Linked DNA regions of Zea mays: region 1 is linked to region 2. The links are chromatin contacts, called in public Hi-C maps. All regions are on one chromosome and are shown on one strand. The core of a region is the stretch at or near the end of the contact, and the rest is flanking DNA. Distances in the headings are between cores, read along the strand shown.

What was found. Hi-C and Micro-C count contacts between places; a contact is called where the count stands out from the background.
Region 1: a Hi-C map of ear shows a contact between it and region 2, with 5 times the contacts expected there. The contact joins the promoter of LOC100193289 here to the promoter of LOC100279120 in region 2. A contact is called at or near these places in 2 of 25 Hi-C or Micro-C datasets (ear and endosperm).

What each region holds. Positions count from the first base shown.
Region 1 is chr1:193,543,731-193,550,586 of Zm-B73-REFERENCE-NAM-5.0, forward strand. It overlaps LOC100193289, which reads left to right and starts at 1,360. Exons shown (of 10, transcript NM_001138431.2): 1 at 1,360-1,882; 2 at 3,881-4,039; 3 at 4,127-4,280; 4 at 4,398-4,514; 5 at 4,680-4,746; 6 at 4,939-5,000; 7 at 5,364-5,497; 8 at 5,599-5,697; 9 at 5,802-5,877; 10 at 5,974-6,390. The coding sequence starts at 3,977. The coding sequence ends at 6,068. It overlaps LOC100283344, which reads right to left. Exons shown (of 6, transcript NM_001371933.1): 6 at 6,564-6,856. The coding sequence ends at 6,781.
Region 2 is chr1:193,152,732-193,159,039 of Zm-B73-REFERENCE-NAM-5.0, forward strand. It overlaps LOC100279120, which reads right to left and starts at 3,373. Exons shown (of 1, transcript NM_001152161.1): 1 at 2,737-3,373. The coding sequence starts at 3,366. The coding sequence ends at 2,935. It overlaps LOC103642122, which reads right to left and starts at 2,704. Exons shown (of 1, transcript XM_008665438.4): 1 at 1,306-2,704. The coding sequence starts at 2,115. The coding sequence ends at 1,624.

The sequences.
Region 1 (6,856 bases), core at 110-2,609, 390 kb after region 2:
AGCACCAGGGCGAGAACATGGCCTCGACAGTGAAGAAGCTAGCTCAACACGCCTGAGCCAGCTGCCCCTGTGTAGTAAAAAGTCACACGGTAATCTTCTTCTAGCCCTAAGCATTTCACATGTTTCTGGATACATCATGCCTGTTGTATATGTACACAGTTTGCCTTATTGTTTGTCAAAGTAGCAACACCTATGTTTAGGTTCTTTTGTACATGTTTGACAAAAAACATATTGTTGTTGATTTGAACATTAGCAAATAACTGAAAGATGCCTGTGAAGAATATATAGTTGTTACAACACTCAACTTCTTGTATTTTGTATATAAATGAGCAACCTATGTTACATCAATTATTGCGTGTTAGTTCTAAATATCACATTCCACTAATATGCATTGTCTTCTTTTAATTTTAGTGTTTCATAAGCAACCTATTTTGTGTTATTTACTAAATATGAGTATAGTTTTGATTCTTAATCATGATTTGACACCTGTGTATTATAGGGAAAAAAACTGAGTTTGGAAGACATGATTATTTCTATGGTGTTTGCATTTTTAGATTACTGAAATTTATAGAAACATTGAAGTGTCAAGTTATTTCTGTGTGTGCTTTCTCGTCCTCTGGCGGTAGAGTATAGTGTTTGGTTATTGGCTTATCATTTATCACCTTGCCGAGAGGGAAGTTTATATGAACTTCAATTTTATAGCTTCTGGCGGACTTGCTCAGGTTCGTTGACCGCTTATCCTTACTTTCAGGCGCCTGAACCTAACGTAGAAGAGGAACATGTCAAGCTATTCAAGCAGATAGAGTTCTACTTTAGGTCGACACATTGACCTACTTCTCTCTACTAAATCCTTCAATTGGTTAAGGTTGTTCTTTCGTTGATCATCATCCTTTTTATCCACAGCTAGGAGAACCTATGCTCAAATGTGTACTAGAAAAGTGCTAGCTGTGCTCATACGCTTGCTTGACAATCATGTGTTGTTAACTGCTTTATATAGTGTTACTAATTATTGTCCTTTATTCTCTGATGCTTCTTCTGTAGTTGAGGCTTACATTGTTTTCTGATTTCCATCTCGATTTTGTATGTTATGTTGAAAGATCATATGCTTTTTGTAATTTTTGAAAAAATCTACCTTCTTGTTTTTGTGATTGTGTGCCGTTGAAACACACGAGCACATAACTAGTTATTAATTAATGTATGAATGCGGTAGAAAGGTAAAACGAATTTTAATTTGAGACGAAAGCATGTCGCGTGTACGCATGTCGCGTGTACCTAGCGATGGAGGGCCGGAACCCGCGCCATACCTTAGCCCGGCCCACTAGATCACAGAACAGTAAATCCTAAATCCTAGGTCGTCACCACCGATCTTATGCTTCCATCTCTGAGGCTGCCGCCAGCCACCGGCCAGCGTCGTTCGCTTTGTAGCAGTCCAGCTCTGCGCCCGGCGCCGCAGCCCCGCATCGCGCACAGGCACAACTTCTACGGTCCTGCCGCTGATCGCCGCACGTGGCCGCGCCGCCGCCTCCCTCACCCGAGCTCGACCGCGCTTCTCCAGCTCGCCGCCTCGACGGTCGCTGCCTCGACACCTCCCCCGCGTGGGCATCAGCCGGGAGCAGAGAGCCCTGGTCCCTGGAGGCGCGTCGCGTTACGGCGGGGGCGCGGCCTCCCCAGCCCCCCTTGGTGATCGGTCCTCCCCCGGCAGACTCGCCTCCTCGGTCTTGCGCTCCTGCGCGGCTGCGCGCCCAGCGCCGTGCCCGGTGGCGGCGGCGACCGGCGACGGTCAGCCCCCGACAGTCAGGACTTCCGACTCCGGACCTCCCCCTCAGCCCCCTCTGTCCGTTCCAGTCCCAGCTCGAGCTTGAAGGTTGAAACAACAAGCAAGGTGAGCACACAGCGGCCAGATCCACTCTTGAGATTAAGAGACAGTGGCACTATACTTTGCTTATTAGTATTGCTTGGACATTTTTTGCATATGGAATACCGTGCCATGAAATGGCAAATCCCGTTCCGTCATGTTCTCTACGCTACACTTGTCCCGTCCATTTTCATAATCACAATAAAAAACATGAAAACAAAATGATGTGTTTCCTTTTTTGTTTTTTGTGATGATCTATTTCCCGTATGCTCATATCGTTTTTATGAAATTAGGGACGTGTAGAAGTAATGTTTGAACATTAAATTTTATGGCAACTGTTAAATCAAGTATCTGGAGATCCCTCCTGAAAGGGCCTCAAAAAACTCATGAGGCTCTTTAATAAGGCTCGTAATATGCCGTCATATTAGGATGTGAAGGCATATTAAGTCATATTGTAATCTTAGCTGGCCACACTTAAAATTGAAGAATTTGTTGCTTTGTGAATTCGGTTGTAAGATGTGCATCTGCAGCCTAGAGTGTGAGATTCCATCACCTAGAGATGGACAACTGATGAGCAGTGTTCCACTTGGTTGGCATACAAGGCGCAATTCAAGGCTCCTCCTACACTAGGCACAAACCAAACTTAATTTGGCAAACATATGCAGAAAACGAATACAAGCTCTTCACTTTGATTTTAGTGCAACATAAAACCCTAAGCGCAGATAATTTGGCGTTGTCGGTTGGCCAACCCATGATGTATGTGTGCTAAGTATTGTATTTGGGCCCTCAAGACTGTAGGACACCTTTGCTTGCAGTGCCCCTTTGCCCATGCGGTCTAGAACCTGGTTAGCACCACAATTAGTTGCTGGTGGGAGAAAACACCCATAGGATCCCAAAAGACAAGAGGCACATTTGTATTGGTATGGTCATGTAATATTTGGAATTGGGAATAACATAACCGAAGCATCTTTGATAGTATGTCCTAAACAGCGTAGCAGGTAGCTCTAAACATAAAGGAAGGCATTTCTTGGTGCAAAAAGGTTTTTAATAATTCACTGCCTGTAATTTTTGTTTTTCTTGGCTTAGTGTATCCTTGTCTTCAGGGGGGTTACTCAACCAGATCGTTTTGTAAAGTTAAATTTGATTATTATTAGAAGAAAAACGTCTCCAATAGACTTGTAAATGGCTCTCCAAATTTAGTAACTCTCCATCCCTATACATTCGCTCTCTATTATTGGATAGCCTACTTCACTCGTCATTGAAAGTGTGAATTTATATAGTCCGTTGGAATAATCTACTAAATTTAACTTTACAACACTAAAACATGAAAAGCTCCCAAAGGCTGAGTAACCTTCCCTGAACACAAAGATACACTAAGCCAAGAAAACAAAAATTACAGGCAGCGGATTATTAAAAGCCTTTTTGCACCAAGAAATGTCTTCCTTTACGTTTAGAGCTACCTGTTGCGTTGTTTGGGACATACTATCAAAGATGCTTCGGTTATGTTATTCCCAATTCCAAATATTACACATGATACAGATGACCATACCATTACAATTGTGCCTCTTGTCTTTTGGGACCCCGCGGGTGTTTTCTCCCACCGGCAACTATTTGCGGTGCTAACCAGGTTCCAGACGGTATGGGCAAAGGGGCACTGCAAGCAAAAGTGTCCTACAATCTTAGCCTTGTAGGGTAGAAGCTGGCCACTACCTCTCCCTTGTTTTTGGGTTGTTTGTCTCTTCCCATCCTAGCTTAATTGAAACAGAGCCCCTGTCATTTGCTTTAGAAAGGAGTTTTAACTTACCGTCTGTATTTATTTTTTTCATATTATGGAATATCTTGTTTTCATTTCCAATTTTGTTTTGTAATCAATTGTGGAAGCGAAAAATTGTTAAGCTTGTCTATCCCACCCAACCAATTTGGACGGTTGACAGTTTTACTCTCGATAGTCGATACTACTGTTTGCACATACCCCCTTGATTTTGGGACGTGATTAATATTCAAACTCCAGATATTTTGAAATAGCCCCCGCCACGAAATTCTTCAGCCATCGTGGAGGGGTTCAGTTCAGGGGAGGACTCGACTCAGGAAACAGGAGCACGAGCGGAGCAGAAGGCAGTCATGGCGGATGAGGTGGAGCTTGCTGCGGACCAGCACGTCCGCTACATCGTCACGGTGGAGAAGGTAAAGAGCGAGACCACCCTGCCCTTCCCGCCCCGCGTTCCCTTGACACCTCTCCAGCTTCCAACACCCCCTCTTGTGCCGGCGCAGAAGAAGGACTCCTTTGAGTCGCTGGTGATGGAGCACATCCGCCTCAACGGCGCCTACTGGGGCCTCACCACGCTCGACCTCCTCCACAAGCTCCATGCCGTAGATGCCGCCGAGGTCGTCGACTGGATCATGTCCTGCTACCACCCCGAATCTGGTACCTCCCCCTTGCCCAATCCTCAGATCTGCCTTTCCCTGGGTGATTGGATTGCGAAGTAATAATATGGTATTGATTCACATGTGTGATCTCCCTGGGTTGTATGTGGATGCGCAGGTGGATTTGGAGGGAACGTTGGGCATGACCCGCATGTCCTCTACACGCTTAGCGCCGTGCAGGTCCTCTGCCTTTTCGATCGGCTCGATGTCCTTGACGTCGACAAGGTTGCTGATTGTATCCTTTTTTCCCAGATTTTGAATTGGGTTTGTGCTGTTGGTGTATGTAAAATTGATATTTACCAATCTCCTGGTGAGCAAAGCCAGTTCTGCAACTTTGGTTTTGTTGTTAAGCTCACTGAACTTGGAATCCAGTTCCTCTTCCTTATCTAAATCACGCCAGATGTCGCCGGACTGCAAAACAAGGATGGATCATTTTCTGGCGATATTTGGGGTGAAGTTGACACTAGGTAAAAACCTTTTATATGTTGCCACTTTGGACTTCCCAGCATAACAACCCATGTGAGCTATTAGTTCAAAGTCTTGAGTTTGTTGTTTTTTATTTCTGTATGTAGGTTCTCGTATATTGCCTTATGTACCTTATCATTACTGCACCGTCTGCATAAGATTGATGTGCAAAAAGCTGTGGATTTCGTTGTTAGCTGTAAGAACTTGGATGGCGGATTTGGAGCTATGCCAGGAGGGGAGTCTCATGCTGGACAAAGTATGCCTTACCCTTGACTTCACCTGACAATCTGCATTGTGGTGTTTCTGAGTGTAACTGGAATTTAGTCTAATTGTTTCTAGAATATGCTTACCAAGGAATAAGAATGAGCAAACTGGTTTAGGAATGCAGTAGACTTTTTTCCAAAGGAATATTACTGCATTTTTTTACATGTAATCTGACTTATACTATGGTAGGTTTGTAGCACTAGAACTTCCTTGGATTATTGATGACATTTTAACTGATCTAGCTTGAAGTTAGTTTTGCTGGATGTGATTACTTCCAAACTCAAGTATTTTCTGCAAGCTATTGCTTCTACGGTGATTCAAGTAACCTGAACACCATGTACATTTGCTGGTGCAGTATTTTGTTGTGTCGGCGCGCTCGCAATCACCGGGTCCCTGCATCACATTGATAGAGACCTCCTCGGATGGTGGCTCTGTGAGCGCCAGTGTAAAGACGGAGGACTTAATGGGCGGCCTGAGAAACTAGCTGATGTGAGGTTTACTCTGTCACAAGTCATGCGTGGTCTGCATTCTTCAGTACATGTTTCCACGAGCCCGCTATGGATTTAATTGAACCCTACCAAATTCTCAAGGTTTGCTACTCGTGGTGGGTGCTATCGAGCCTAGTCATGATTGACAGAGTGCATTGGATTGACAAGGAAAAGCTAACGAAATTCATACTGAACTGTCAGGTAACTGTTCTATTATTCCCACCACTGCCATTTGCGTAACCCGTATGTCCCTTGACTTATAACAAGTACTGGTTCCAACTCTTCTCATTCATGTTGATCGGCAGGACAAAGAGAACGGCGGCATTTCAGATAGACCAGATAATGCAGTCGATATCTATCACACGTACTTTGGAATTGCAGGTGCTGCTTTTATTCCCATACCGTGGCACTTTTACCGTAAGAATCTTCGTTTGCCATGGAGGTCGATTAATCAGTTACCTCTCTCTTGCAATGCAGGGCTTTCATTAATGGAGTACCCCGGGGTGAAGCCTTTGGATCCTGCCTATGCACTACCATTGCACGTTGTCAATCGGATTTTCTTGAAAAAATAGAACATTCCATTCGATCTGCGGCGCAGAGATATGCTGAGATGGCGCTGTCAGATGTGGACGCTACTTCACAGAACCACGATTCGACGGAGAAATAGCTGAGGGGGAATCAATTACAGGAACATGTTGGGATACCATAATCTTGGACTTGTATTCTCGCATTGGCTGTGGCCGCTTAGTCGATGTTTTTTTGTCATTTGGCACTTGCCCTGTTGAATGCTTGGTGCATGCTGTGTTTTGCTAGTTGATCTGATTCTCTTGTTTAAGTCGTAACATTGTGTGTCCTGATGACGACGACATTAGTCAGGAGCTATCTATAAACAGTATGTCTTTTTTGTTTGCTTTTTTTACAAATGATAAACAAACTTAGCCACGCCATCTGTCTGTCACGGAACCTTCAATGGTTCGGCATGCCATCAAGGATGCCAAATGCTTTCAACGTATTCTTGTGCAGAACCTTTGGCTCCACAACCTTCTCTACAGCAGAAAAAAAGGTCAAGCGCAAACAACAAATTCATAGCAAGAATCTTCTGGCTCAGATCGACATGCCTTGGTAAAACATTTAACTAAACAACACTTGGTAGCTCTCAAATGATCACATCCGTTACAGCTCAATACACCTAAGTAGCACAGGAATTCAGGTTTAAACCTACAGTAGAGCTACAAATTTACCTCCCTACTCAAAGCTTCTGACTTATACTACTACATAAGAGGATCATTTCCATGGCATGATGCTGGACAGGAACGGCGGCTGGTCGTTGCTACTGCTAGCAGCCATGCCTTGATGCAGC
Region 2 (6,308 bases), core at 2,123-4,622:
GGGCCTCACCTTTTTCAAGTTGACCTTATGGTAACAAATAAATCTCTCTTTTGAACCTTTGTGGCAAGATCTTGTAGTTTAAATCGATATATATTTTCTCCTCCGACTCTTCCTCTATTGCGATTTTGATAAATTACATATATGTTATTTAACCATGATTTGCTAGAATCTATAAGAAATATTCTTACTAAACTGTCTAGGTGCATTTCTCACTAGCACTTATATTTTTAGGGTAGTTTGAAAACTTAGGCTAGCCGCAGTCGAGAACGCCAAGGCATACGCTATACGGTTCCAGTTGCGAAATGGGCTGCAGCGGCAACTCGATATGTTACGCTATCTTCGAGTAGGACAACTGAAACGCCAAATCTGGAGTTCCTTCTCTCCTACTGCAGCAGCAGGCTTCCACGCTATACGGCAGCAGCAGTAGGCGTCTGCGCAAAGGAGAGAGGTAAAAATAAATAATAAAAAAGTGTGGGAAAAAATGATAGAATATGGGGTAGTTGGTATAGGGTAGATATTTAAGGTCAATATGAACGCGGAGTATTATAGGATAGAGTAGAGAATCTCGCTGATCAGGATGAAATATTCCTTTTAGAGTAGAAATTTAGGGTTCCGCGAGTGCGGATAGCCTTAAACGCCCTCTGAGATTTTTTGGAGATTGAGAAAAAATTAGTTCAACTTTCTCCTCAATCCTCGAGAATATCGGATGGATTTAAGTTTTTAAACTAACCTTTACTCGGAGAAAAAATAGTTTGTTTTCCTGAGATGAACTACAGTAGTCGGCCCACAACTGGGCGTCGGCGATGGTCGTCAACGCGGAAGAAAAACGGCCTATACTGGATTGGATTGTCAATTGTGGCCCGTGTCCTCAGCTCGAGCCCCTCCACTCCACATGCGTGGCCCACATCAGCCAGGTCGCATCGAGTGCCACACTGCCACCTTGCACTCGGTCGGGCGTCCGGTTGCTCTCTCTAGTCTCTAGTTTCTCGGCCCACGGCCCACGGGGCAGGATCGATCCGGCCGGAGTGCCGGACCGAGGCGGGGGCAGTGGTAGCTGTAGCCCTGTAGCTGCCATGTCGCGCTCCCGGCGCTGCAGAGAAAGGGACGCTGAAGCCGAAGCAGACCTGAACGGCTGAACCTGAACGGGAGGACGGATGAGAGGAGGAAGAAGAATCCTCTCTGCTCTGCTCTGCTCTGCTCTGTTCTGGTTTTCTCGTCTGCGTCCGTGCTTCAGAAATCAAATACATTTGCCTGTCCGTCCAGGACCCGAAGGGATCCACGGCGTGTTCATTCCAGGAGCAAGACTGACGCAAAGCGGCGACAATGACGATGACCCGAAACAACGAAAGAAGAACACAAGTTACATGCCCGTTCACGGACCGACCATTCATGGTCCGGGTCTCCAACTCGCGGCAACGATCGATCGATCATCTTCCTTCCGAGACCGACCGATGTCATATCATGCACACAATCGCCATACTTACATAGATAGATAGATGCCATATACATCACCACAAAATCAAAATCGTCAGTAGCTTTATTGCGGGAGCTGGATCACGTACGGGCGGCAAGCGAAGCGACAGCGCCATGGCCCCCACCTCCTCGATCGATGCCGGCTCGGCGTCACGCCTCGCCGTCGTCGAAGTTCTGCTTGTAGCTGACGGAGTCGTACCCGAAGTCCTGCGGCGCGGGGGCCTTGAGCGGGCGGCCGTCGCGCCCCAGCAGGCGGCGCGCCCCGGCGCGGAGCCTGAAGAGGGTGTGCCGCCACCCGCCGGCGCACCGGCACCCGCCCAGGCCTAGCGGCCGCGCCTCGTCGTCGTCGTCGTCGTCGTCGTCGCCGCCGCCGAGCTCCAGCGCGCGGGTCGCGAACGGTGCCGTGACCCACCCGAGCCCCCACTCCCACCACCGCCGCAGCGCGCCCGCCGCCGCCAGCGCCTTGACGGAGGGCATCGACCGCGCGCGCCGGAACGCCGCCACGGAGGACGACGGCCTCACGCGCGCCGAGAAGGAGGAGATGCGCCGCCGCAGCTCGATCCCGGTCCCTGCCGTGGTCACCGGCAGCTGCTCCTCGCTCCCCCGCGGCTTGATCGTCTCCAGGATCGCGTCGGTCGCCATTGCTCCTCGACTTTGGCGACCACCGACCCGGCCGGGGGATCGAACGGGCTGTGGGAGACACTAGTGGATGGGAGAGGGGGAGAGATCTTGGACGCGGAGGCTGGACCGGTTGGTAGGCGCGAAACTGACAAACTCCTGGCTCCTCAGCTCATCACTGCTTGGGGGACTGAAGAAGAGCTGGAGCAGCTGTATTCCGATTCCGACCAAGACCAATACACGCGTAGCGGGTAGAAAACCCAAAGAAAAGAGACGATGGCAAGACGAACAAGCGAGCTCCAGTCTCGCATGTCGCATTGCTTGCCATGATGTCTGCAAGCGGGGCGGCACGGCGTGTCGGCGCCTGACGCGGAATACCGAGGAGAGGGGCCGGCGGGCCGTTGTTTGTCCCGTGCCGGTGCGTGCTCAGCCAGACGTGCCGCCCACGCGCGCGGTCCATGTGATGTGCCCATCGCCCCATCCACTCTTCTCCAGTCTGATCTGGATTATTGTGCGTTGTGTTTTGGACAGCTTGCTAGCCGTATACACATAAATACGTACATATGTATACCGTATACTGTATATACATCTAGGTGCGGAGATACTCAAGGCAGTTTCCATTCGCATGGCAGCAAGGTTTTTTTGTTTTTTGCACCCGAACAAGCACGGCCTGAATACTTTCATTGTCGACCGAAGAAAGTAAATGCCAACAATCCAGATGAACAAGAAAAAAAAAGAAAAGAAAGCAAATCCCGAGTGACGCATCCACGACCACGATCCATCCATTTCCAGCGCAGCAACAGTTACCAGTTACCTAGCGGACGGACGGAGCTGGGAACGGCATCACAGGCGGGCGGTGTCCACGGCCGCGCCGCCGATGTTGGCGCCGGGGAAGAACGCGCCGCCGGGGCCGGCCCAGGACACGCCCTCCTCGGCCTTCCACGCACCGTCATCGAAGTTGCGCGCGTAGCTGGCGGAGTCGTACCCCAGCACCCCGGCTCCGGCTCCGGCCCCGGCCCCGCCGCCCGCCGTGGCACTCCTCCTGCCGCTGCCGCCCTTCCTTTCCGCCGCCGTGCCGCCTCTTCCGCAGAGCCCCGCCCACGCCAGCTTCCGCGCGCGGCCTGCGCCGCCGCACCAGTACCGCCGCCTCGCCGCGCAGCTCAGCCGCACGGCCGCCCACCGCAGCAGCACCCACGCCCGCGCCCGCACGCCGCCGCCCCGCGGACGCTGGCTCTGGCTCCCCTGCGAGAGCAGCCGCTGGTACGTTACACCCATCAATCACGAGACGCCGCGCCGTACTGCAGTCCGCAGTCGTTTTTGGCGCCACCTCGTAACGTATCGAGGTAATACGGTGGGTGGGTGGGCGGACGAGCGTTGGCGGTGTGGCTCTTTTGCTTGCGCGCGTGCAGTACTGCAGTGCGGGCTGGGTAGTTTTTGACTTTTGAGGGGGGTTTCCGCGTCGTTGGGTAGTGGACCGCGCACCGCACGACGGTTTGGGCCGGGCGGGTGCGGGATGGGCCCTGAGATGCACGTCCGTCCTGCTATCGACAGATGCACAGCGGGGGTGCTCAGGGCCCACACCACCACCACCACCACCGAATATCATTTCTCCCTGACCCACTTCTATTTTTTTTCATCTCTTAAATATATCTTGTTCTTAATTTGAAGCCCTAGTTGGACGTACACAAGTGTTGGTCTCGTTCGCCAGGATGACACTTTGCTTATATTGGAAGCGCTGTCAGGAAACAGGATTTCATTCGTAATCCTGCAACTCATAGAGCGGGCAGCGACTAGGGGTGTGTTTGTCCTCATGGCCCAGCAGCCTGGCTGCGCTCCCGGGCTGCAGCTCCCGTGTTTGCGTCGTCTGGCTTACTCGGGAGCCTGGCTGTCTGCGTGCAAGTTTAGTCTCTCAACCTGTCTCCATAGAAACGAGATCAAGGTCCGTTTCTTGGGAGCCTGACTATTCATGGCGCAAGGATTCCGCGTTTAGATAGTTTTAGTCTTCTAGCCCGGTTAGATACTGAGTGACAAGAGCCAGACTCATATGATATAAGTGCGCAAATAAAATTAGTTATAGTAGTCGGGACATGCTAAGTCCAGCCTAGACGAGTTAAATGGGTCGAGCTGGCAAAAAACAGAGTCACAAACATACCCGAGAGGACCACTGCCAGCGCACTCCCGATGGCACTGGCACTGGCACTGGCATGGCCTGCAACACGATCGAATCTGGATCGGTTAGCAAGCCTTTTCCATGCCGTCTTCTCCATCAGGGACAGTGACGAACAGTGGCCGCCGCTCCCCAGGTCCAGGTGGCCGGTGGGACCGCATGAGCACCGACGTGGCAAACATGGCGTCGATGGAGTAGGCCGCGTGACCAGTCCCTTCAGATCGGTTGACAAACCTGCTCGGGTCACAGTCTCACAGAGACCGGCATTCTGGTTCTGCAAACTCCAAAACGGTGCCATATGGCTGCGTCAGTTTGCGCAAAGACGGTGTCGTTTAGTAACCCTTTCAGACCATCGCCTTCCGTCGTCGCAGTGGTGGTTAGAAATTTAGTCATTTTCGATTTTAATTTAATACGAAAAACAATGCGATATATGCATAGGTGTATATAACTACTCGTATGAACAAGTATGTAAGAAAAAAACATAGTGTAAGGCTTATCAATGATATAGCTGAGGGTGAGTATTTAGCTTTTAATTTTGGTGGCTAAAATTTTATTAGCAATTACTAAGAGCATCTCCAACAACGTGTCATATAAAATGCCCTATAATTTAAAACTGAGTGTATTTTATAGAATTTAGAGCACCAACAAATATCCCGCTCCAACAGTAAAGCATCAAATATAGGTTATAGGGCAGCACACTACGGTGTAGTATATTTGATGTACTTGAGAGGACGCCCTATAACTTTTTGACCAAATTTTATGAAATGAAGCACTCTTGGAGTAGTTTTTATGTGTAGAGCCCCATATTTTAAGTTAAGTCACCAATTTGAGGCATTGTTGGAGATGCTCTAAATATAAGTTTATACCAATCCAATTAAATAAATGAACACCAAATGCAATACCAACAATAAAATGCATGTCCAATTTAATTTAATTCTATAATTTAATCATGTGAGAGGCTTGAGTCCCTCGTGATCGTGAGCACGATTGATATATCAGTTTTATGCTCTGCAGAGGTTGCACGTAAAGAACCCACAAGTCGCGTAAAAGTTCAAAGAACTTTGCACCCAACCATGTTGTGTTGATTAGGCACAATACCACACTTTCAAGGTATGATCGCATAGGGACGCTACAAGACATTTACAAATTCTACTAACATGAGAAAACTCGCTACCGTTTCAGGTAGAGGTGGTATAAGGATTCCTCGTCTGAAAAGCTACCACAGAGCAGATCAGCCCGAGAACCTCCCTATACTTGAGCAACTCCTCGCTTGCCCCTTCGGTTAAGGTTCTCACACAGTAGCTTCCCTAAATAATTAGCCAATACCAGAGCCATCATAATCGTTGTGGTTGCACTATTTTCTCAGATTGGCGCTCCATGTTCTAATTAAACAAAAATGACCATATTGAAAGTCGCCTAGAGGGGGGTGAATAGGGCGAATCTGAAATTTATAAACTTAAGCACAACTACAAGTCGGGTTAGCGTTAGAAATATAAACGAGTCCGAGAGAGAGAGCGCAAAACAAATCGTGAGCAAATAAAGAGCGAGACACGATGATTTGTTTTACCGAGGTTCGGTTCTTGCGAACCTACTCCCCGTTGAGGTGGTCACAAAGACCAGGTCCCTTTGAACCCTTTCCCTCTCTCAAACGGTCACTTAGACCGAGTGAGCTTCTCTTCTCAATCAAACGGGACACAAAGTCCCCGCAAGGACCACCACACAATTGGTGTCTCTTGCCTCGGTTACAATTGAGTTTGTCACAAGAAGAATGAGAAAGAAAAGAAGCAATCCAAGCGCAAGAGCTCAAATGAACACAACAAATCTCTCTCTCTCTAATCACTAAAGCTTTGTGTGGAGTTGGGAGAGGATTTGATCTCTTTGGTGTGTCTTATATTGAATGCTATAGCTCTTGTAAGGTGTAGAAGTGTAGAAACTTGGATGCCATTGAGTGTGGGGTGGTTGGGGTATTTATAGCCCCAACCACCAAAAATGGTCGTTGGAAGTGTGCTGTCGCATGGCGCATCGGACAGTCCGGTGCGCCACCAGACAT